2 separate regions of the Mus musculus genome follow, and region 1 is linked to region 2. Evidence: chromatin contacts called from public Hi-C data. All regions are on one chromosome and are shown on one strand. Each heading gives the region's core, a stretch centred on a gene start, on an enhancer-like site or on the middle of the called end of the contact. The rest is flanking DNA. Distances are from core to core; before and after follow the strand shown.

Region 1 (6,955 bases), core at 1,003-3,502, 150 kb after region 2:
CTGGGCACCTGAGTCTTGCCTGAGGGGCTGCAGATACACGTAGGCTGAGATCTTGTTGTCCCTGAATGTGACAGGCACGAGGCAGGGTTACATGCCAGGATCTGAGTCCCAGCTTCCTTAAGCCCATGACTAAATGCTTTCTTGTCTGTTAAGGCTTGAGGAAGCCCTTGGCTCCTGAGTCTTCTCTCTTTAGTCTTGCTATAGGCTGTGTTCCCTACACTCAAAAGAAATTGGTGGGTCCCATGTACTGCCGCTCCTGTTTGTACAATTCTGATTGTATACTTATTAATATTACAGTCCCTGCTGGAGGACACTATAGTCCTGCCCCAAATGGTGACCCCATAGGTACTTGTCTCTGGCCAGCCCTCATTCACTCTCATCCCTGTACTGTTTGAACCCCTATAGGGTCTCCTACGTGTGTCTAATACCACCGTGCTCCCCGAAGATTAAGCCCCACAGTGTGAACTTTCCTCAGAACATGGTGGTCTCTTGTCCTTGGGTCCATCTCATGGATTTGTAGACCGCCCCCACTCCAGCACAACCCACCTTATCACAGTGAAATGGGACTGGTTCATCCACAAAAAGAAGCAGCAATACCGTGTCTCATGCACAGCACCAATGTGCGCCAGCCCACCAGTCCATCCTTCTTAGCAGCTGGCTTGGCCCTGTTCCAAACTCTGGGCGTAGTCAGTTCTCGATATTAGTAGAGGAAATAAGAGGTCTCTTGACCACTAGGTCAGTTGGCCAGCCTGGTCATGTCTGCTGTTTGGCCTGCCCTGAGGTGACCATTATTCGTTTCATATGTTCAAACTGTGAACTGGTTTGATTAACTGGGCTTCGATTTACTTCTATTCTCTGCTGGTTTCCTGTCTGGATTTCTAATACAAAACTCAAAGATTGACCCATAAAGTTGTGGAATCCCCGCGACTTATGGCCAAGGGTTTTCTGGTGCCATGTTCTGCCAACCCTCCTGGTGTATCCGCAGGTGAATACACTGGGCTGAACAGCAGCCTACCTTATTCTGGATGTTCCTGCCACTGTGTGTCCCGTGTGAGACCTACTGATGTCAGCCTCTACTGTGACTTTTCCTCCTTTGCCCAGAGTTGCAGCCAGGCCTAGGCCTTGAACTTGTGAACCACACTACTGACTGATAGACCCAGAGTGGGCTTTGCGTTAGATTTAACCTACCAGGAAGATTAGTGTCCGGTGACAACTGAGGCACAAACCCTGTTTTTCCTTCTCTCTCCCAGCTCTTGTGGTAGCTATCCCTGAAATGTTACCACCCTGACCAAGTTTAATCAAGGAACTTGGATCTCTCATTAGAGTGACTTCAGTGCAATTTAGCAAAGTAGCATTTGCTGATGCAAAAGCAGTTTTACCGTGTTTAATTAAGCAGATTAAAATATGAGCATCCCAGTTGTCAAAACTGTGGATTTCCTGTGTTCTAAGATTCTTTTTTTCTTTCTTCCCTTCTTTCTTTCTTTCTTTCTTTTTTTTCAAAAAGAAAAATTGTTCACATTGTTGCAATTCCATATAGCAAAGAATGGAACAAAGGGAGTGACGCAGGCCCTCCAGCAGAAAGGTCAGCTGGGTCACTGCTGTCCTAGGCCATGGTGGGAGTGTGGGGCAGCTCTGGGCTGGACATTCCTTCCAACGTCAGTGGCTCACGTGGGAGTTCTCTTCTGATGGTTTGAACAGAATGCAGTCGGTAGAGATGGTCCTGTAAACACAGGTGGGCTGTGTGGGAAGGATGAGAACACGTCACAGACATCTAACATAAAATCTGGCCTCAGAACCTCTTACTCTTAGCAGGAATCCCTGCTGCTGTGTCTCAGAGCATGGCTGATAGAGAGACGTGAAGAGTGTGTGTGGGGATGATAAAGATAAAAACATAGGTGCAGGCTGATGCGCCAGGATACCAACCTGGAATAATGGGCTGGGATGCTCTAACGAGAGCGGATAATGAGGTTGCAGCTCCCAACCGTAACTGGTGGACTGCTGAACACAAACACGCTATGAGATCTCCACAGCCTCCTCAGGATGATGGAGGGAGAGATGGAGACAGGAGCACAGCCGCCTCCTCTGGCTCCTGGTTGTGAAAAGAGAAAGTGGATTTGCCAAGAAGAAACCATTCCAGCGTTTGCATTGAGGGTGGGCCTGTGCATGAGGAAACTCAGAGAGCAAAGGCCACTGTAACACTGTGCATAATTCACACTGACTAAACCTGTAATTCTTGGTAACTGGATTCCTGGTAACTCAATTTGAATCTTTGGCAAGTCTTAGGGTGGAAGGGATCGGCCTCCAGGCTCAGGCTAGCAGTCATGTTATCGGGTTAGTGATTTTATATTCTAGTCAGATTTTTTTTCCCTCTTAGGATGGAAACAGAGAACTACCCTTGCCCACTGGGGAAAGAGAACAACAGTTACAGTTGTACTCAAGTTGAAACCACAAAATCCTTAGGACCGTGGATGGTATCTGACCTCCCTCTCCTCTCTCCGGGATCTCTATGGTCTGTCTGCCCATTTATCTATAACTTAAGCTGATAATAACTTGTGGCCAACCGGAGTCTCACGGGTCTAGATTACTTTGTTGAGCCAAGCAACCAAATCAAGCCATCGGTAGCTGGGCAGCTGTAAGTACGCCAGGTTTAGGACAGTTCCCCAACCTGAATTCTATCAAATTAGTTGCAGGGTTCAAAGGTCAGATTGGTTTCCTTAGAGTGGTCAGTCTGCACACACCCATGGTTTTGTGTATAAATACTCAGACAGTGCCTCATGTATTTCTGGCCTCCTCCTGCTGTGCTCATCCAAACACCCAAGAGTTGTGTAAGACAAAGAGCCCTGGGTGAGGAGACCGCAGTCTCACCAACTTTCTTGAAACTCAATGATGTCCTTCTTCTCCCTCTTGTTAAAAGGTGGCCTGGCCCTCGGTGAAATGTCATTATCTAAGAGCTACTGCTGTAGGGAGAGTGAATACTAAGGAGGAAAGGGACAAAGGGAAGGCAGAAGGAGAAAGGGGAGGGACCAGCCAAAAGAAGCCCTGACAGTATCTGCTCAGAATCGTGGTAAGGTGTGAGCTAGCTCTGCAGGTTGGTGGGAAGGACTGAAGGAGTTGGCGGTGGAAGGAGGAGCTGGGTGAACACAAGGAAGGAGGGAGCGGGAAGGAAAGGATCCGAGGTGCTGAGCTATGGGCGGTGTGTGTCACCATCCTACCTTGGTCATGATGTTGCCAGAACGTCATACCAAAGATGGGCTTAGCTCCCTGGGCTGGGCTGATGCTCTACTCTCCCTTTTCCTGAAAGCACGCACTTAGTCATGATAACGAGCAATCACGGAGGCAGGGCAGCTCAGCGAGTGTCTCAACATCTAACCGGGAAGCGAGGGTAGGGGGGGTTCCAGATGTCTTTACTGGCTTGTGTTACTTTGAGGTTGCGTTCTAAAAATGGTAGGAGTGGCAGATGGCATTTAGCTCTGGGGTAGATTCATCTGGCTCTGAAAAGTAACGTCATCTTCTTCTCATCACACGCGCTGTGGGGAGCACAGGCGGACCTCTTTATTCTTCTGTGTATCTTAACCATCTCTTCTAATTTGATGCAGATGATCTCTGGCATGCAGATCCGTAGATGTCAAGGCTCCAAAATACCCAGTCCAGGGCTAACACTGCACAAATCACCCATCTACCTCTCCTTCCTCACCTCCTTTTTCTGTATCTTCATCTTCATCTTCATCTTCTCCTTCTCCTTCTCCTTCTCCTTCTCCTTCTCCTTCTCCTTCTCCTTCTCCTTCTCCTTCTCCTTCTCCTTCTCCTTCTCCTCCCCTCCCCTCTCCTTCTCCTTCTCCTTCTCCTTCTCCTCCCCTCCCCTCCCCTCCCCTCCCCTCCCCTCCTCTCCCCTCCCCTCCCCTCCCCTCCCCTCCTCTCCTCTCCTCTCTTCTCCTCTCCTCTTCTCTGCCTCCTGCTTTCCCTACCAGCCCCTTTCCTTCCCCCTTCCTTCCATTGAGGCAAGCATTCTTCCACGGGGTCATATCCCCCCCTCCCCCCACACACACTCTTCTTTCTTGACTTCAAAATAATATTTTTAGTGTCAAGCAGAGTGAGTGACACCAGTACTTGTAGCCCTTGTGAGATGGGGTGGGGGGCATGAAGACCAGGGATTCAAGAGCATTATCCCCCAATGCCCAGCCAATCTGAGAGCAGCCTGAGCTAGGTGAGCAGCCTATCAACAATAATGATGATGATATAATAATAACAGCAACAACAACAACAACAGTGATGATTGTGTTTGCTTAACTCCTGGATCCATCCTACTAAACACAGCTCAGATGTTTATCACGTTCATAGACCTCCCAGAGTCACTGAGACCGATTTGCTCTGTCTCAAACACTACTTCATTGTAGTGAGTGATCCCCTGAAGCTCCTTCTTCATCTTCTGTCAAGGTTCTTCCCACAGCGCCTGTGACCTTTGGCACACAGTCAGTACTCAGTGAATCAGTAGACTCTTCAGTACAGTCTAGGGGTCCCTTTCTTCCGTAGGCCCACCCTGGTGGCTGCTGCACAGGTGACAACTTTGGAATCATAGGAGGAATAGAAGATTTGAGTTGAGGACCCCTGAGCCTCTCTTTGTTCTTGGCTACGTGACTTCAGCCACAGCTCTGCTGAGCCAAAGTTTTCTCATATGTGGGGAGGACAACGGTTCTTGGGAAAAAGCAAGGGCGGGGGGAGCTGCCACATTGGATTGCAGTTCATAAGCAAAATATCACCACGGGCAGCCATGTGGAACTTCAGAAAGTAATTCCGCCTAGGTGTTATTGGGGACAAACCTCTCTTCCTGTGAACCCTGCTCTATGGCAAATGTCACAGAGTTGAGAGCTATTGGATGGGGAAGGAGATATTGGTCGAGTGCCATCATCATTAAGGTAGTACAGAGTTCCCTCAGCCAGCTGGAAACAGAGCAGCTACAGTGTGCTTGCTCTCTCTCTCTCTCTCTCTCTCTCTCTCTCTCTCTCTCTCTCCCTCCCTCTGTGAGTGTGTGTGTGTGAGAGAGAGAGAGACAGAAACAGAGAGAGAGAGAGACAGAGAGAGGGAGACAGAGAGTGAGTGTGCAGGGACCCTCAGCCTGATGCAGGGTCCACAGCCCCTCTACCTATGAACCCTACAGAATGCGGCTCCTTTTGTAATCCTCTCATTCTGCCTGTGTACAAGGATAAACCTGAGCTCAGAGCGGAGCTGTAGAACTCCAGGTTGGGTGTTGCTGTTCTCCTGAGTGCGTGTCTTCCTTCTTTTCTCTGTGTCAGCAAGGCAGCCATCAATGAGGGGGTGCTGTACAAATGGCAGTGTTCGTTTGAAGAGTGAGTTGTGTCTTTATTCAGAAGCTGGGGGGGGGGGGAAGAAATGGAAGTCTTTCAAGCTATGGAGCTTTCTCAACTAGTGAAGGAGATTTGTCTGTTTCTCTGTCTCTCTGTCTGTCACTCCATCTCTCGGTCTGTCCCTGTCTGACTCTCTGACTCTCTCTCTCTCTCTCTCTCTCTTGTCCCTTCCCTCCCCCTCTCTCATTTTTCCAGTCCTGTCTTTCCTTGGCTTCAACATGCTCAGCAGAGCCTTGCCAGCTTTAGTTGGAAGAAATATATTTCCGAGCTTAGTTGGACATCAGTTTTTTTTGGGCTCTGCCCAGACTCTTGACAGAGAAGGTAGTGTTAAGGAGGTTGATGGTGTCTAGACACTAAAATCAGAAACTGTGTAATTTATGTTGTATTACAGACATCCACTTCCCGGATTGGAAAAAGGAAACTGGCTTTTATCTAAGGAAGTCACATTAAAACCCCAAACCCCTGGGTGTTTCTGACCTATGAAAAATTGAAGTTTGAAGCTTTACATAACATTCTCCAGCCCCTTCAAGAGCAGCAGTGTATAGAGCAGGAGATGAGACGTTAATGTCTAAGAGAAGGCTCACAGGCTCGCACACACTCCTTCTTAGCCACACCCCTCTGGTTAGAGCCCTGCAAGACCACAAGGCAACTTAGAACACATCAAGTTCAGAGGGATATGGAGAAGCAGAGAGGAGAGGTCTAAGAGCCAAGGAGGACTGAGGTTTTTAAGAAGAGAAAAAAGATAGAAAGTCAGACTTAAGGATAAAGAAAAAAAAAGCTCAAAATTAAAAAATGTGCTTTTGATTCAAAACAATCATAATAAGAAAAATTGTATAGAGTCCAATTAACCCCACAGTTTTCTGCATTTTTGTTTTAGGTTACTTGACGCTCACAAATTCTAGATAGCTGATGCTCTTTACCTTGGAGAACAATGAACGATAAAATCTGAACGAGCAAGGCAGACATTACGTGTTGCTAAATGCTAAAAGCCCACGGCGACTCTTGTTTTGTTTGGACCTGGACAGTCATCCAGGCCCTGCCTCAGACCCTGAGATGGGTTCAGAGAAGCAAGCCTCTTTGTGTGGAGCCACAAGGCTCCTGCCTGCCAAAGACTGGCCTCCCTGTTGTTTCAAGTCGTGGAGTTCAAATGCTATCATTGTGATAGTGTTAGGAACTGAGTCAGTGCTGCTGAACTGCTTTAAAAATGACCTCTTAGGACTGGGGAGATGGCTCAGCGGTTAAGAGCGCCGACTGCTCTTCCAACGGTCCTGAGTTCAAATCCCAGCAACCACATGGCGGCTCACAACCATCCGTAACAAAATCTGATGCTCTCTTCTGGAGTGTCTGAAGACAGCTACAGTGTAGTTACATATAATAAATAAATATATTTTTTTAAATTACCTCTTAGGACTGGGGAGATGGCTCAGTGGCTAAGAGCACATCTTTAAAATGTGCTCTTAAAAATCTTAAAAATGACTGTAGCTTCGGCTCCAGAGGATTCAACGTCCTTTTCTGGCTTCTGTCACACACACACACACACACACACACACACACACACACACACGCTTGTACACATAAAATATGTGTTTAAA
Region 2 (6,761 bases), core at 3,895-6,394:
ATGGGTTCTGGGAACTAAATCACCTTTTCCTGGAAGAGCAGCCAGTGCTTTTAGCTGCACAGTCATCATCATTCCCGACCCATGCGCGCTTCTCTCTCTCTCTCTCTCTCTCTCTCTCTCTCTCTCTCTCTCTCTCTCTCTCTCTCTCTCTCTCTCTCTCTCATATTATTTGTTGTAGCTTCATCCAGGACACATGTGGTGTTCATTACTGGATCTCTGGCGGAGATTCCAATAAACACCATATGAAGTAAACCGTCTCCCAGCGCTGGAGCGCGTGGGGCAGCCCATGCAGTACCTAGGCCATCCCCTAGGTACAAGGTGCTCACAGCGCACTGTTCAAACGTTACGGGAGCCCCACCCCCTGCTCCTGCTTCTTTTAGCCATCCTGTGAGTGACTGCCTGCCTTACTCACGCTCTCTTCGTTTTCTCCCTGACCCTTGCATTATCAACCTTCTCATTTCTTTGACCCCTCCCCCATGTTTGTTTGTAACATGAGTTCTTTCTTCGGGTTAATTTTATGATTCCCTGATCTTCCCTTGACTGTATCAATTCTTTTACTCAAGCATTGCTTTTAATTGTAATAATTATATTTTTACATATTCTATACAATTACATTTTACAATATAGTGTTTTAAATTACTATTTTCTTTTTTCTCAGTTCTTCCCAGTGTTTTTATTACTTTATAGGTTTCTTAATCTTTATACTTTAAAACACTTTATACTTTAATCTTTATACTTTAAAAACACTTTATTATCATCGAAGACCTAGTTTCCTTTGCTGCAGTGTGCGTATTCACTTCTATTCACGGTGTCTCATTCTCTACCACAGTGACAAGCTACACCCTTATGCTCAGTGACACTGCCCTTGTGAGATTTCTCTAAAGCCATTCTGACTGTCCCTCTGGAGAATATCTGCTTCTGCCCATATCCTGGGATCCTACCTGGATAGTTATTTTTTTACTTAATGTTTCTCAGCTCACATAGGGAGTGTAATTCAAACACTAAACCCATGTGAAGGGAAGCCTGGGATTTTAACACCTTGAGTCCAGGCTGAGACACACCAGTTTCTTTGCCTTCAAAAGCAAGCGGTTTTGGCTTGTGACTGTCTTGTTTTTGCTGTAGTCCACCCTATCACTGGGTGTCCATTCCTTTGTGGCCTCACCTTTATGCAGAAGCCTCAGTCCTGAGTCTCCATCTTTTGAAGGTACTAAGCCTTGTCTCCTTCCTCTACACGGTCTTTAAGACTAGTGCTTCAATATAAACATGACAGACTGACTTTCTTAAGCAGCAGGAACTTCACTGGAAGATTACCACTCTGGTTTGCAGACTCTGTGGTGTGTATGTGCGCACGTGTGTGTGTGTGTGTGTGTGTGTGTGTGTGTGCAGGGACACTTCTCTGTAAGAGTTTGGCAGTACATTTGCAAATGATTTGTTAAGCTTTAGTATTAATTAGTGATCAATCTCTTCGGTGATTCATCGGCTAAAGCAATATGTTATTGACATCATGGCTTTGGCACTTCATTTTCTATTTCTGTATAGCTCTCAAAACACTTTTACCTCTATTGACTCAACTTATCAGCTCATCTGCCCTCAGAAGGAGACAGTGCAAGCGCTTTGGCTTTATTGATGAATGTGAAGTTTCCTGAGGTAAGAACAGATCAGCACTGGGAAAGCCCAAGCATGAGCTGTGTACAAGGAATGTGTGAGGAAAAGCCAGACGAGAAGCCAATGGTGGGCCTGCAGGAATCTGTGGAGAGGAAGTGATGGCAGGTGTTCAATCCTGACTGATCTCTTCTGTTCCAGCCACATCATCAGGCGTCTGAGAGTGGGGATGAGGTGTCCGTGTGACTGTGGGTTCATCATCTCACCTGCAGCCTTACTCAGCACTCAGACTGGGCTCCCTCTCTGAGATGCCCACCACGCTTTGTCAGTCTTCCTCATCAGACTGCAGACTCCCTGAGAGCAGGTCTCCTTTTTCCGCTGCTGAGTTATTCTAGCATATCACATATGCTCCACACGTGGAAAGTGCTCAACATTGATTTAGTAAATGATAAGTGACTGACTTGGGCATAAAAACGGAGAAGTCAGGAGAAGCAAGGCCAGTGTGAGAGATTTAGCTATAAACCCTAAGAGAGGAAGCAGGAGGAAGAAGTAACAGTGAGCCTTATGCCTGTAAATGGGGCATTCAGTAGACACACGTTTGATCGTGAAGGATTTTAGGAACCAAAGGAGAGTCTAGCAAGATGGCTCACTGGGTAAAGACACTCATCCACAAGGCTAGTGAACTGCATTTGGCCCCAGAAAGAGAAAACTGACCCCCCATAATTTGTCTTTTAACTTCCATGTATGTACTTCAGCTGTGTCCCCACCCCCACCCCATCAATAAGTCAGACTGTAATAAAAATTTTAGAAAAATCAGAGATCTTCCCCGGTGACTTTGTTATGACTTTCCATTTATTTAGCCCAATTTTATTTTCAAACATAGCGCAAAATGAACTTTAGCCTTGGTTTTACCAACAGTCCGCAAACCCCTGAGAGCTGAGGCGGCCCTCAGCAGGGCTATTTATCCATGAGATTTCACACCAGGGAGGGTGGCTAGCCCTCAGTTCTAGTGACTCTTAGCAGCAACATACATTTCTGGACTTGCCCCTGGGGCAAACTTACCCTTTTCTTCTTCTACAACTTCTTTTCCTTTTCCCTTGCCCAGGGTCTGCTTCAGTGTATCTGTCATGGACCACAAGCCCCAGCCAATGAAATGCAGGTATCTTTTTTTGTCAGGAGCCTCTCACTGTGGGGCTATAATTAGCCCTGAGAACCATGTCACTGGATGGGCAACCCAACGCATACAAAAACAAGATGTGCCCACCCTGTCTTTAAAGAGAGAGTATAGCACTTAAAACCTGAATCCTCAGCTGCGGATGTGGCTCAGTGGGAGAATGCTTGGCCTAGAATCACAAGATGCTGGATTTATGCCCTAGTACTGCAAAGTTCATTTCAAAAGTAAAAACGTAGATCCTTGGTTCAGGTAGTGTCTTTGAGACCAACCGGAAGGAGTGATGGCTGTAGGTCCCAGGGCAGGCAGCTGGCAGCTGTAGCTCATCTCATCTCAGATGTGTCTCCTTACCCAACTGTGTAAATGACCTAACCGTGCACAGCAGTGGCGCTTGTGCAGGGAAAATAATACAGTAATACAAATATTCAAACCAAATTGGAAAAGCAAAGAAAGAAGGAGCCAGAAGACATTAGATCATTGCCGCTGCGACCTGGCCCAGACAGCATCTGGGCGTGCATCCTCTGTCCAGCCTTTGTCCACACAACATCCGTCATGCTTCACTGCGTGTCTAGAATAATAGCGCCTGTCTACACAGAACCCTTTGTGTGGCTGCGCTTTGAGGAACAAGGTCTCTTACAGTGTCCCTTGAGGAGGAGCAGGGACTCCCTGGTAGGAATGTTTTAATAGGCTTCCGGGACGAAAGGGAGTCCTTCTCCCTCTGAAGGGATGGGCGGAGTAGTGGTGTACCCATTGGCCAGTGTATATGTTTTCATCGTGTGACCAGGGCGAGCTGTGCTCATGTTCCTTCTTCACTGGGTCATTTCCACTTTAGTTCTGAAAGCAAGAACAATTGATTAAACAAAGAGCCTTCCTGACTGAACCTTGGATCCCCCCTCTGGGTTTGGACAAGGAAGTAGGGAAGTGTTTTCCTTCCTCCCCATCTGCGTCCCACCATTGGTTAAAGTCAGCCTGAGTCTGCAGAATCCCTGCTGGCTCATCCTTAGCAATGTTTTCCCCCCACTGGCCAACTCCAAGCATCCTCTGGGAAGTCAGTCCTGCAAAGGACCCGAGTGGACCCTCAGCCCTGCCACTGCCAACTCTTGGACAGGACAGGTACCCAGCTAAAGCATCGGTGTTGGCTCCTGAATGTCTTAAGCGATAACACCAACCCTGTCTGTCTCCTGGGTGTGAGAGCAGGCTGTGTCATAAAGTGGGTTTCCCACACCCGGCATGGAGCCAAGCATTCCAGAGAGAGCAAGTCTTCTTGCAATCAACTGACAGCTGTCCTTCAGCACCTTTGTGACCATGGGTAACACCAGCCCAAGTTCAGTGGTTAAGCAGCCAAGGACCATATTAGGTGATCCATGGGTGGAATGGCGAACCTCCTCCCCTTCAGCTAGTGAGTGCTCCCCTTTCTGAGAACAGCTCTTCATTCCCCAGTGGCTTGAGAATTTCTTTATTTCGGTGTGTCTTCATTTACTAGAATATGTGAAACCATAAAATAATAACAGTAACAGAGAAGATACAAATAAAGGCTCTGGGAGATGGCTCACAGTTAAAAGCAGTGGCTGCTCTTCCAGAGGATGTGGGTTCGATTCCCAGCACCCACATGGTAGCTCACAGCTATCTGTAACTCCATTTCCAGGGGGTCTGACACCTTCTTCTAGCTTCTGTCTGTACCAGGTACTCATGCAGGCAAAATGCTCATACACATAAATTAAAAATAGATAAATCTTTAAAAATAATAGTAGTAGAAGTAACAGTGGTAATATAAAACCTGGGACTTGAGGGAGAGTGGGGTTGGGGGAGGGGGAGAGGGAGAGGGAGGACCTGATAGAGAACCAGAGACATTCAAAGCCAGCCCATCTCCTGCAGCTGTACCCAGGAGCTAGACAAGAAGGTATCATAATGCAGGCTCAGGTCAGTGAATCTGTGGGCAGATGAGTTCCAGAGCACCCAGGAAATAAGGAGCCACATAGAACGGCTTAAAGCAAAATCAGGAACAGTCCTGGACTCAAATCTCTCCTCTTGTCTTTTCAAATTTGTTGGTCTGGACAAGTCGCTAACCATTCCAAGGCTGGAGGTTTTCATCTGTGAAGTGTGGTTGATACTGATACCACTTTGATGAAGTAATATAGGATGAAATATGTTGTAGAGGATGCTGTAGTAATAGTTGAGATGAGACATTTCTGAGGGGCTTGAACACACACACACACACACACACACACACACACACACACGAGGACTTGTGGTCCCTGGCAGGAGTGCCTGGGACCTGACCAGCTTGAGGGTTCCCCAAGGCCAAGGACATGTCCCCAGAGTCTCTGCATGTGACAAGCACCAATGGATGGGAACTGGCAGTCAGAGCCAGTGCTGGCATTCTGGGCAGTGACCTTTGTCTCATTGGAGGGCTAGATCAGTCTGGTCACTGGGCTCCCTGCTTAATCACAAGCATTGCAGCCAAATTTCTGATGATCTAAAACTATTGATCAGCAAGGCCGGAGAAGCTCAGGGTATGTGAGGGGCACCGAAGCACGTGCCTGTCTGCACTGTTGCCATGGGATTCTGTTCGGATGTAGACAGAGGGGGTTTCTTTTTTATTTAAAACAAACAACAACGCAATGAAAATTCCCACAGATCTTTGCAATTCTCTACTGCAGAGACTGCACCGTGTTTGTGTGTTTGTGTGTGTGTGTGTGTTGCAGTGTTGCTATGACAATGCATATGGTTTTATTTGATGGAAATATGCATAGAAAGAACAGGAAGTGGTATGTATGCATGACAAAACAAACGTGACCAGTCAGAAACCAGGCTTCTGAATCTTGATCATGTGAATCTTTTGATAGCAACGTAAGGTGGAGGTCATGGTACAAAGATGCTACTCAGCCCTGAGGAGGCTGAGGGAGCTAAGGGTTGAGTAGTACAGAGCTCTGTCACTTACTCGCTGTGTCACCTCTGGCAAGTGGCTCAGCTGTGAGTGGCTTTTGCTTCCCTCCTCTCTGAAACAAGCAAGGAGCCCTTCCATGTGTCTCTGTGTGCTGTTGGGATGGAAGTGAGCCAACAGTCAGCACTCAGTCAGTGTCATTCTGGAGTGATGGTTAGAGTCTGACGTTCTCAACGAGGACGAGGGTGGCTTTGTTCTGAAATGCGCTCTGGTCTTGACCAGACTGTGCCTGGAACACTCTGCGGAAAGTCAAGGACGTTAGGCAGGGCCACACTGTGGACTGCTGGGATCAGACCAGATGATCGTCGAAGAGCCCAAGCTACTGACCACCAAGGAACAAGATGTGGGTGCAGTGGCAAATTGTTGTACTGTGACTTTCTGTATCTGGCTGAGACCCATCCACTTTACCACTCTGCCACGAACAGTGTATCCTCCCAGGCCCAGTAAATGGGAGGACAGAGACTCATCTCCAAGGGGCTCATGTCCGTCAATCCTGAAGGAGCACTTTTGGGTGACAATGTAATTAGTATAATTACAACACTATTAAATCTTGATCTTCCTGCTTTTGTTCTTCCCTTCCTCTATATCCCCTCCCCCTTTCTTCCTGTCTTTTTTTTTTGTTTGTTTGTTTCAACACCAGGCTTCACATAACCCCAGCTGGCTGCAAACTCACTGTGTAGCCCCATGTGATGTCCCTGAACTCTTTGATCCTTTAAGCTCCACCTCCAAATACTGGGATTGCAGGTATGTACCATTCTGTGCAGTTAAATCCACATTTTCTAGTTCACTCACCTGGACTGAAGTCTGGCGGGGAGTACACTGCATATACTTTGTGTAGTTCACATTGCTTAAAGGATTCTCAGATCTGCTGGGATGCTGTCTGCCCATCACATGTACACAAGAGATTATTTTTTAAAAATCCTTTGGGACTTTCTGTTGATTGAGTGAGTGGCTTTATCCAGGACAATATTCTTCTGATCTGGACCAGATGTCTTCTGAGATCGTTCTCAGTGTAAATATCAGTGACACTCTGACATTCATTAA

The links. A called contact is a pair of places that touch in the nucleus more often than the background predicts.
Region 1: a contact with region 2 is called in a Hi-C map of liver, with 2.1 times the contacts expected there. The contact joins two enhancer-like sites. A contact is called at or near these places in 2 of 39 promoter capture datasets (both in liver), 4 of 484 Hi-C or Micro-C datasets (all in liver), 6 of 115 datasets of contacts at active chromatin or transcription factors (embryonic stem cells and extraembryonic endoderm stem cells) and 2 of 9 other capture datasets (adipose tissue and pancreatic islet).

What each region holds. Positions count from the first base shown.
Region 1 is chr3:145,773,854-145,780,808 of GRCm38.p6, forward strand. The region is part of intron 1 of Ddah1 (dimethylarginine dimethylaminohydrolase 1); the gene reads left to right. Among named protein-coding and RNA genes, the nearest start is that of Ddah1, 19 kb to the left of the region's middle. Within about 2 kb of position 2,253, at least 23 of the 459 cell types and tissues checked have an H3K27ac peak or open chromatin away from gene starts, as enhancers often do. A contact at or near this core is called in liver, where this site is marked.
Region 2 is chr3:145,619,852-145,626,612 of GRCm38.p6, forward strand. No RefSeq gene overlaps it. Among named protein-coding and RNA genes, the nearest start is that of Gm40164, 9.7 kb to the right of the region's middle. Within about 2 kb of position 5,145, at least 22 of the 459 cell types and tissues checked have an H3K27ac peak or open chromatin away from gene starts, as enhancers often do. A contact at or near this core is called in liver, where this site is marked.